2 separate regions of the Sus scrofa genome follow, and region 1 is linked to region 2. Evidence: chromatin contacts called from public Hi-C data. All regions are on one chromosome and are shown on one strand. Each heading gives the region's core, a stretch centred on a gene start, on an enhancer-like site or on the middle of the called end of the contact. The rest is flanking DNA. Distances are from core to core; before and after follow the strand shown. Region 1 overlaps ABCA4 (retinal-specific ATP-binding cassette transporter). Region 2 has its middle 76 kb from the start of ABCD3.

Evidence for each region. Hi-C and Micro-C count contacts between places; a contact is called where the count stands out from the background.
Region 1: a Hi-C map of retroperitoneal adipose tissue shows a contact between it and region 2, with 1.8 times the contacts expected there. The contact joins two enhancer-like sites. A contact is called at or near these places in 1 of 5 promoter capture datasets (liver), 22 of 47 Hi-C or Micro-C datasets (adipose tissue, alveolar macrophages, blood and 11 more) and 1 of 2 datasets of contacts at active chromatin or transcription factors (skeletal muscle).

The regions. Positions count from the first base shown.
Region 1 is chr4:123,260,196-123,265,307 of Sscrofa11.1, reverse strand. ABCA4 (retinal-specific ATP-binding cassette transporter) reads right to left here. Exons shown (of 51, transcript XM_021090184.1): 13 at 4,455-4,631; 14 at 2,206-2,428. Among named protein-coding and RNA genes, the nearest start is that of ABCA4, 60 kb to the right of the region's middle. Within about 2 kb of position 3,352, at least 8 of the 83 cell types and tissues checked have an H3K27ac peak or open chromatin away from gene starts, as enhancers often do. A contact at or near this core is called in retroperitoneal adipose tissue, where this site is marked.
Region 2 is chr4:123,002,908-123,007,856 of Sscrofa11.1, reverse strand. No RefSeq gene overlaps it. Among named protein-coding and RNA genes, the nearest start is that of ABCD3, 76 kb to the right of the region's middle. Within about 2 kb of position 1,591, at least 38 of the 83 cell types and tissues checked have an H3K27ac peak or open chromatin away from gene starts, as enhancers often do. A contact at or near this core is called in retroperitoneal adipose tissue, where this site is marked.

The DNA.
Region 1 (5,112 bases), core at 2,103-4,602, 260 kb before region 2:
CAGGTCATCCTTTTCTCTTCTCGGGAACATAAAGCTACAAGCTGGTTTGCCTCTTGAACTGTTCTGATTAACTGGCAGTGGTGTATACTCAAAAAAGAGTATACACATATGTGTATACACATATGTATGACTGGGCCACTCTGCTGTACAGCAGAAGTTGACAGAACATTGTAAATCAACTGTAATAACATTTTTTAAAAAAAAGACTCAGAGTTCCTGATTTTGTGTGAAAGAACTCTCCACCTCACCCTGGAAAACTAAGTCCTTATCCCCAATCATACACGACTTGAGAAAAGCAAGTCCGTGACTGAGCAGATGCGGCTTTTGGCTGGAAGAACTTTAAGGTGGTTGTTGCTAGTCTCAGAAGAATGACATCCATTTATTATCCCAGCTCAGAGCAACGTTCTACAAACTTCTAGGCTATATATACAGCTCCTCCTTGACTTAAGGCAGAGATGAAAGTCATTTGGCCGACCTGGCAATTTCATTGGCCTTGGCTTCTTCTAACGGCCACTTTTCTTTTTTGTTCTTAATAACTGAAATAGCAATGGAACCTTTCCATTGTCCTAGCCTCCAGCTTCTTTCCTGCATAGTGGAGGTGGGAAGGAAGGACAGGGGAAAGATGAGAGCGTCATTCAAAGGAAAATTCTTTTTTGTTGTGGAAAGCTCTGTTTCCGCCGTCGCTGGAACAATGTCCTGGTTCCCACAAGGAGAAACTCCTTTGTGCAAGAAATTTCTCAGTAAACATTCTTTACCTCACGTCCTAAAAGCTTTGAAGTCCTGATGCTCATTTTTAGGGAGGCATATCTCAGTGCTACTCATCAGCAGAGTCTCATGGCTGTAGCCAGACGGTGTACGTGTTCATGCACTTTGCGTAAGTCAGATGCTCATGCATTTTGACTGCTTTCATTCTGAGGGCACAAAATGTCCTAGCAGCGGGGAAAGGAGCAGACTGAAGAATGGGAAGGAACAAGGGACCCCTAGAGGAAGACAAGTTTCTCAGCGCCTCCCCTCAAATCTGTGTTAACCTGGGACAACAGTGTGTGTTTGAAGCCACTTCTGGGTCCAGTTAGACTGGGCAGACAGACCTCCACATCAGCTGGTTTGGGTAGGCCTCTAGGACAGGGTCTGGCTAAGGCCACAGCTCACAGAATCTCAGCGAAACACTTACACCCAAATCCTCCAGATGTCATACATTTTACTGCAAAAAGAAGGGGCAGGATTTGGCTTAACTGGCTATGGGCTGGTTGAACAGGGTATGTAGCGGAACATTCTTGGGTCAGGTAGGCACCAGGTATGGTGCAGCATAAGGCGGGACACACTTAACCTGAATCTGTGTCAACACACAGAGCGGTTAGTGCAAGGAGCTCTGAACATGATGATGGTACAGAGGCAGAACAAGCTTGATGACACTGTCTCAGAAGCTTGCAAACCCTGAAGTCTAAGGCTTATACCAAATCCCAAAACTACCTGTGTTTATGTCCCATCATTTAACAAGCACAAAAGACCACCTACTGTGGAAGAGTTCAATATGAAGCAGAGCAGAGTATTATGGAGTAATGTTTTGTTTCCAAATCTAGCTTGTAAGAGGGCTGCAAGTTTGCAGAGGATGCTATCTGTGCCTATACAACTGTAACTGAGAAAGGATGGACTCCGAATTCCACGCTTTCAAACGGTGACGTCTTAGGTTGTAGGCAGCAGAATGTTCTCTGGTCAAGTCATGGATGGTGTGACCATGTTGGTGATGAAAGAACAGACTGGATCTCCTCTCCTAATGCACTGAAAAGGCTCTCGACGTTCCCACCCCAGCTGGTGGTTGGGACAGTAATCCCAAGAAAACACACTTGGGATTCATTTCTCCTCTGTTTGAAGAGAGAGAACCCTTTGCACGTATAATCGCCCTCTGCTGGGCTCTGCTGACACCCGCTTCTCCGGAGGGCTCATCTGATGGGGTTGGGCCATCTATGCAGATTGTGCCTCCAAAGGTAGGAAGTGGGAGCGGGGAAGATGTTATGATCCAGTGGCTCCTTGGGGAAGCCTCTGTCTCTCCCAGTGTCTTCCGCCTTGGCCGAAATGGCCAGGCAATTACACGTCATTCTCTCTTTGGTGCCAGATAACCAATCTAGGCAAGATTTCATTAACAAGAGGAAAAGTGGGAGCAACAAAACTGTTCACGATTTTCTGGGCCTTCTCCTTCCAGCTTACCATGATGAAGAGTGTCAGGAGGCAGATGCTCATCGACATGATAGAAAAGCTGTCCAGGAACCAGGTGCACCAAATCACGGCATTGGAGACACCCTGGTTTTTCAAGGTCTCCTTCAGTCGCAACTCCTTCTCCAAGACGATGCTCTTTACGGTCATGGAGACGGAGTAGATCCAGGCCAGCACCATGAAGACAGGGAAGCAGCGGTTCAGGATGATCATAAAACTAAAGCGAAAGGAGAGAAGCAGAACAGCAGATGGCCTTGCACCTGGTGGAGGTGCCGCAAGTGTTTGTTGAATGAACGTATCAAGGACAAAGCCCAGGGGGAGGGGACAGCAAAAAAATCCCCAGGGAGTATTCAGTGGACTTGAGTCTTTAAAAACATCGCACTAGGCTGCAAGGGATTACTTTTTCTTTAGAGTAAGATGGTAGCCTTTTGGTTGGCCCAGGCGAAAGCTCTATGCGGAAATGTGTGGATAAAACTGTACTCTGCATGTTACGCAGGACAGACATTCTTCCCAGATCTCAGCTAGCGTTTTGGTTAGTTCAGATGAGTGGCCTCTGAGTGTAATGCGTAAATAAAATTACACCGTGTCTGTGACTTGGCACAGACCTTCTGGGAGTATCTCCCAGAAAGGACGGCAGACTGTGCTGGGGGAGGTGACAGCAACAGGCAGATACATCAGATTGACACTGAGGCCCAAGCCCACGGACTAAGGGAATGGTGGTGGTGAGGTCAGAAACCGGGCTCCCCGGTGAAGCACTGTCTACCTTGGAGGATTGAACCCGTTACACAGGAAGAGGCACAAGATAACTAGTCAGAGTGGCACTTCCAGGAGGCGACTGACTCATCAATAAATCGATGGTGATCCAGAGTCACTGACTCCACCAGTCGCACCCCAGTGGAGTACACCCAGGGGTCTTCATTCCAGCAAGCAGGGTGCATTGGATATTCTGGAATTACTGCACTGTGAACTTTGCGCATGTTTTCCAGGTGCTTGATGTGCTAATAAAGCCCTTTAGATTATTACCTATTGAAAACTGTTGCGTGTCACAGGAAGAGCCCAATTTCAGCGTGGGAGGGTTTCACTCAAGATGGCCCCAGGGGGAGAACCATCAATTATCCAACCTGCCCTTTGGGGACCTGCCACCAGGGGGCTCTCCCACACTGAACGCCCAGAATCCCTGCTGCGGCCTTATGGTCAACCCCACTTCCCCGCCAGTCACTCCTATTCTGATCTTAAAAGTGGAAAAGGGCTTTTGCCACTGCCTCCACTTCCCATCTCTGCCTACTGTCCAAACCCAAACTGACAGCAGAACAGCTCCCATTAGCTCCTTGGCCTGCTGTAGAGCAGAGGAAGGAATTTGGGAGGTTACACCCACACTGGGCTTTATTTTACCGCCTGACCAGCCGGCAATTCGATCCGTCCTTTCCCTGGGCTGTGCTCTCTCCTCCCTGAGTGACCCCCCGCCACACACACACACACACACACACACACACACACACACACACACTATGGTGAGCGTCCCAGTTTGTTCCTAGAAGTTGAATCCTTAAGGCCGTCGCAAACCTCTTGCTGCTAGCTGGGATGCAGAGTGCCCATCTGCCATGGACGTGAGCCCTCCCAGCCCCTCTCCCGCTCCGTCTCCTTCTACCACCCCTCAAATGCACGTTCAGAAAGCAGCAGGCTACTTGCTTGGCCTGCTACTGGCCAGCAAAGGCACAGGCCTAGGGTGGGAGTGGGCGGGGTGGGGGGGGCTGGGGGGGGGACCGCCCAGCTCATGCAGCACATGTCTCCACCTTCTCAGGAAGCAGACACCGTGGGAATGCCAGTTAGGGAAGGCGCAGCATTATTCCAAGCCTCCTAGGAGCCGGACCTACTTGTGATGCAGAGTCCTAATTGCCGATTTGGCAAATCCCTGGGCAAACACTCTGACCTGAACCCTTCCACATACCAAACCTGCTACGTAGTGGAAATTTTCAAAGCCTTTGTTCCCTCCCCCGACCTCACTTCCCCGGCCTTCATTTTCACCTTCCCTTTTCCACCCACCCCACCAACTCCTCTCTCCCATGTGGCCCTGCTTGGAGCCAGGGAGAGGCAGGCTCGTCCAGCAGAGCTCCGTTCTCCTCGGCTTGGCCCCAGGACCTGGGTTTTCCCCCAAAGAGACGGAGGCCTGGGGAGCAAGGCCACCCGCCCTGCCCCAGCAGCCTGGTTAGCTCGTTCTGGAGGGGTTGGGACCTCGGACTCACGCGTCATCCACGAAGCAGGGGTAAGGCATTTGCTGGAGATAGATGCCGACGGGCACCTCGGCCTGGGCCTGGCTCCTTGTGATCCCCTGTTCAACCATGTCCTGCAGGTAGGCAAACCCTCCCCAGATGTAACGGAAGTCTTCCACGGGGTCGGCTCTGGGGCCAGAATCCCAGTACCTAGGAGAGACCAGGAGACGTGAGGATGCTGACAGACATGGACAGCTCTCCTCAAGCTCAGGACTCCTCCTCGACGCCCCCCCACCCCCAACTTCAGTCCTCAACGCCCCCCTCCTTCTCCGCATGATCCAATCCTATTTCCTAGTTCATGGTCTACATCTGTTGCCAGGGTTAGCCACAGCGTGGCTTGTAATTGCTTTCATTCAAGGACTCTACCCTGAGCTTTACACATATATTATTTTCTCTTATCTAAGCTAATTTTACTGATTTATAGGCGGAGTCCTATCTCAATCCCCCACTCTGTCCCAAAAGTAGTTTCCAGTGACTGTGGGGAAACACCATTTGCAGAAGTTCCATGTTCATCACCAAATTGCACAAAGGCCATCCGGGGACACGTGCTGAGTTGAGGGGATCAAGACAGTGAGGCTGAGCCCTCCTGGTCCCACAGAAGAGCAGCCCCAACTGGCTGTCTTAGTTCTCT
Region 2 (4,949 bases), core at 342-2,841:
TTTCCAGCACGGCTTGAAGTCTTTATTCCTGACAACGCACTAAGAATTCAACACAGTAATCTTATTGTTTTAGCTGTTGCTTTTACCATTACTCATGCAACACGACTGGGAAAAAAACTAGTGATGACTTTCCCCTCCTCCCCATGTTTTGTGTGTGTGCATTTTTTTTTTTTTTAAACTTTTGGTTTGGGATGAATGCACCTAACAACCCACCATCTGGTGTCCAAATATTTTTACAGACATGAGTCCAAATACCACAGAATCGTGGCCACAGCTCAGGCTATGTGGGTCTTTTTCTCAGGCAGACAGACTTTTTATTAAATGTGATTATACTTGAACCAGGAGAATCTCAGCCAGCAGATTCAGCCTTGAGATGAGAACTCACTATGTTGCCCAATATTTAAAAAAAAAAAAAAGGCAGATGGGAGAACTCCCCCTGGAGCAAATTTCGATTTTAAAAAATGAACTTTTATTTTTGTTATCATCGTCAGCAGTAGACAAATGGAATCAAAGTGACAATGCCTGCTGCATTCCTGCCCTCACCGTCACTGGGGGAAGAAGATAAGGTGCAGCCTGCTCTGTGGGAATCAAGTTTCAGTCGTCAGGTGTAATCAGAACCGTGGTCTTAAAACAAAGGCCTACACTCCGCCTCCTCCCTCAGTCAGTCCGAGGACTGATCACTCCCCTCCCGCCCCAGCCCCAACCCTGGGCACCCCGAGGAGAAAGAAGGATCAGATCTGCAAGAGCAAAAACACCCAAACCGGACAGCAGTGCCTGTACCCCATCTGTATGCCCAGGATCAGTGACCCCCCCATGTGCTGCTGGGCGCCCCACTGCTCCGATGGAATCCTGGCAGGAGGCTTTTAGAAAACAGGGCTTGTAGTTTTCCAAAATTAAGATTTCCCTCTTAACCCTCTGCAAAGAAACTTGGTTACTGGGTCTGTGCAGCGCGATGGAGTTCCTAGAACACCACCACGTCATGATGGGGGAAAGGATTCTTTTTTCCCCGAAAGAAAAGAGAGGGTGCATTTGCTCAAAAGGCCACCCAGAGTTTTCGAGCCCAGAGAAAATTAATCTGGTCAGGGACTGCGCCCCATCATTAAAATCTGTTATTGCTGGATTGCCTCACAAAACTAAAAATAAGGACAAACAACAACAATAACAACCACAAATGACTTAGGCTTGCTTGCAGCTTCCAGCTTTGCCAGTGAAACTAATTGGAAGGGTCATTAAACTGTCCCGGACCTCGGCCTGTCCCCGGTGTGTTTGGGGTAAGCCTGTCCCAGAAGGGCTGGATCTCAGTGCAGCTGCCCTGGAGGGACAGGGAGGGGTGATGCTCCCATTTCGGCGATGGGCAAACCAAGGAACAGCCAGGCCGCGGTGCCGGGGTCCCTCAAAGTCACTGGTGAGCGGCGGCAGGTCCGAAGAAGTGGAGGAAGTGTAGACGTGGGTGATAAGGCGATAACCCAAGGAAATTAAAACCTCGTCGTGTGGGAAAAGAACAATTAGCCAGGACAGAGGAGCAGGAAGGAATACAGAATGAATTACAATCGGAGGAAACGAGCCAGCAACAAAAGAGGCCTGGCGGGGTGGGGGCCTGAGGAGGCCAGCGAGGCCTTAGGAATGCTGGCTTTCCTTCGGGTTCTGTCAGGGCCTTATTGTTTGGTTGCTGTGGCTCCTAACTTAACCCCTTTTCTACCTCGAAGTGTCAAACTTGCCGGCAGCTCTCTCTTCACGCGGTTCTTTGAGATTGCTTCATGAACACTGCAAATTCCAGATGGGAAACTCTTCATGACTATCTCAGAGAAAGGGCAACAATTGAAGCTTGGATGGGTGAGCAAAGTAGTCCCACCAGAAGCCACCGGAAACATCTAGAGCACAAGTATCAGCGAGCGTAGACGGTTTAAGACCAAGAAAAAAGTGTGTGTTCATGAGATCCCCTTTTCAAAGAAAACATGTGAAAGGGTTTGCAACTAACATCAGGATGATATCAGTGTTTAAAACTAATGGGATGGAAGATTCTTTAACTAGTGGGAGGCGGTGGGGAGAAAGTACAATTGTTTTATGACAATAAGAATTTGCTTATTCTTTAAATTGGTATGTTTGCCACACATGATTATTGCCCCCCCCCAAAAAAAAGACCATGGGCCCAAAATAAAACTGTTTTTTGCGTCATTTCTAAAAGTTGATTGGCAGAAAGCTAAGAGAAAGGGCGACCCCAGTCAACCAAGATGTTAAAATCCTGGGAGAAAGGCACATAGGGATGAACGCAGCAGCTGGAGTTCTTGAGACGAGGGCAGGGAGTTGGTTAGGAAGAAGACGCGGATGCTAAATAGAATTAGAAGAACCAGCTACTATTACAAAGGGTTGATTGAGGGGGCAGAGTGGACAATAAGGCAAATTAAGGATTCTTGAAAATCCTCTGTGTCCAGGAAATGAATTAACTGCTCAAACTAATAAATAAGGAAGGATCGCATGAGAATAGCCAAAAGTTACCATGGAAAAGAACAGAAGCCTCTTGCTTTATAAAACCAGCACACTTAAAAAGAAGATTAAAAAAAATACCAGGGAGAGGCGCTTTGAAACAATACAAAGAGGATGTAAAAGTGAACGGAGAAAATCTAAAGTAGCTGGTGATGGAAGGGCAGCCTCAGAAAGAGCCACAAGAATAAAAGATTGTTTAACTGCCTTGCAGTGGTCCTGGGCGAGGGGAACATCCAGGAACTGGGGAACATTGACCTAGGTTTTACTTTAGTTTGTTTCAGTTTAGTTTTTTGTCCTGCCTTCATGAGGCCAGCAAAAATGTATCAGAAATGGAAACAGTGTCGGAAGAGTGATAAATTAAGGGCAATTAGGAATTCCCGCCAATAAATTACGATGACTCAAGAAGAGACAACCCCTGGGTGGGAGGAAAAGCTGCAGAGATTAGTGCTGCCTTAATGCAGTGTTTGGATGGCTTCTTGGAAAGACAGAACACTTGGGGAAATCAAAGCCAAGTAAGTCTAACACGTTTCTGGAAATGGAGCAGGGAGGAAGCAGAGAATTGCTAGCGTTTACCTCTCAACTCAAGAGCAGCTGAAGAATTTAAAGTGTGAAGTTATCAGGGTAAAGTTACCAAATGCCGAAATGTATCTGAGTTCAGAAAGCTAGAAAATGATCTAGTTTTAAGAAAACTTACCTCAATGAACATTCTTAGGGTTTTTTGAGACATTTATAAGAAGGCTGGTAGCTGAAGCTTGATTGGCATCTCCATCATTTTCTACAAATATTACTTGTTAACTCACGTCATGCTAGAGACTGGTAAGAAGGTTAACAGCAGATGAAGGATCCCCCTCTCCCTCAATTCTAACATCTGTGTTAGAAGGAGCTGACATCAGTGTAGACATGAAGCTTCCTGCAAGCGTGGGCGTCGAACAATAGGAAAAAGCACATGCATGGTTCAGCGCATGCGTGAATGCATCTCAGATTCACTTAAAAAGAGAAGGCTTCACGGAAGAGTCGTACGTGAGGAAATCCTCAATGAGAGATGGGGGGACAGCAGTTTGCTTGGCAGACAGGGTATTTCTGATACAGAAAGAACCTCCTCAAAGGCCCAGGGCCAAGAGTGGGAAATCCCCCTGAGGACTGCTGAGCAGGGCTTGGTACGAGCACAGTTTGGGAGGGAGTGGTGGGGAAGAGTAGGTATTCTGGAAGGGAAGGCAGTGTTGAGCATGGGCTCAAGACAAGGGGTGTTTGAAGTTCAGCTGCATAGTTGTAAACCTCTGTGCCTTAGTTTGCTCATCTCGAAAACGAGATTTTGGAGTTCCCGTTGTGGCACAGTGGAAATGAATCCAACTAGGAACCATGAGGTTGCGGGTTCAATCCCTGGCCTCGCTCAGTGGGTTAAGGATCCAGTGTTGCCATGAGCTGTGGTGTATAGTCGCAGACATGGCTGGGATCCCTGTTCTTGTGGCTGTGACGTAGGCCACTGACTACAGCTCCCATTCGACCCCTAGCCTGGGAACCTCCATATGCCTCGGGTGTGGCCCTACAAAAGCGGGAAAAAAAAAAAAAAAAAAAGAGAGAGAGAGAGATTTTAATAGAACCGAACTTAAGGATCATTCTAAGAGTTAAGAGAGATGATGTGTGGGGAAAAAAAAAAAAAAAAAAAAAGGACTCCAAGAATAGCTATCGTGAATGAATGGCGGTCAGTCCGAGAATGAGAATCCACACCTTCCCAAGCTCCTGCTCCGTCATCTCTGGCTGACTTCCCGCTGCCTTCGCAAGTCTTTTATACTCTCCGGAGGCCACAGCTCCCCTTGGCTCTCTGGCTCCAGGAAAGGATGGGAGGCTTTCCCTCACCCTCCGGACCTCTTTCTCCACTCAAAACAGAGTCCATTTCTTTGGCACCTGACCCCTCCTTCTTTTTCGAGGACACAGCCCAACTCCTTTCCAAATCCACCCTCTCTCCTGCCTGAGGGTTTCCGTAATTGCAGGTTTTCCCGTCCTCTTCTACGCCAGCTTCCCAGGAGGCTGGGCCTCCCTCCTCCGTCTGCCGGGGAGGCAGGAGTGCTCACAGCTCCCGCCACGCCGAGAGCAGCGTCTTCTCTTCTCTCACTGCGGCTTCTCTGTCGTCTTTTCTTTACTCCGGCTGTCACCTCCAAGCACCCTCAGCTTAGCTTGTTCAGTTTCCCACCCGGGATGTTCTTCCTCTGGCAGCCTCGACGGAGCCCGTGAGGTTTTCTGCAGGTCGTTCCTTCGCTACGCTCCTGAAGCTGCAGTTTCCAACTGCCTTTTGAAAATCTCACGTCATTGCCTTTTCACTCATTTATTCATCCTCTCCACACACGTTTATTGAGCGCCTCTGAAAAATGTCTAGAGAAAAATGTCTAAAGCCATCGAATTGCCTCTCTTCGTTGCCACCCCATCTGCATTGTGTCCTGTCCTTTCTCTGGATAGGTGACATCTTG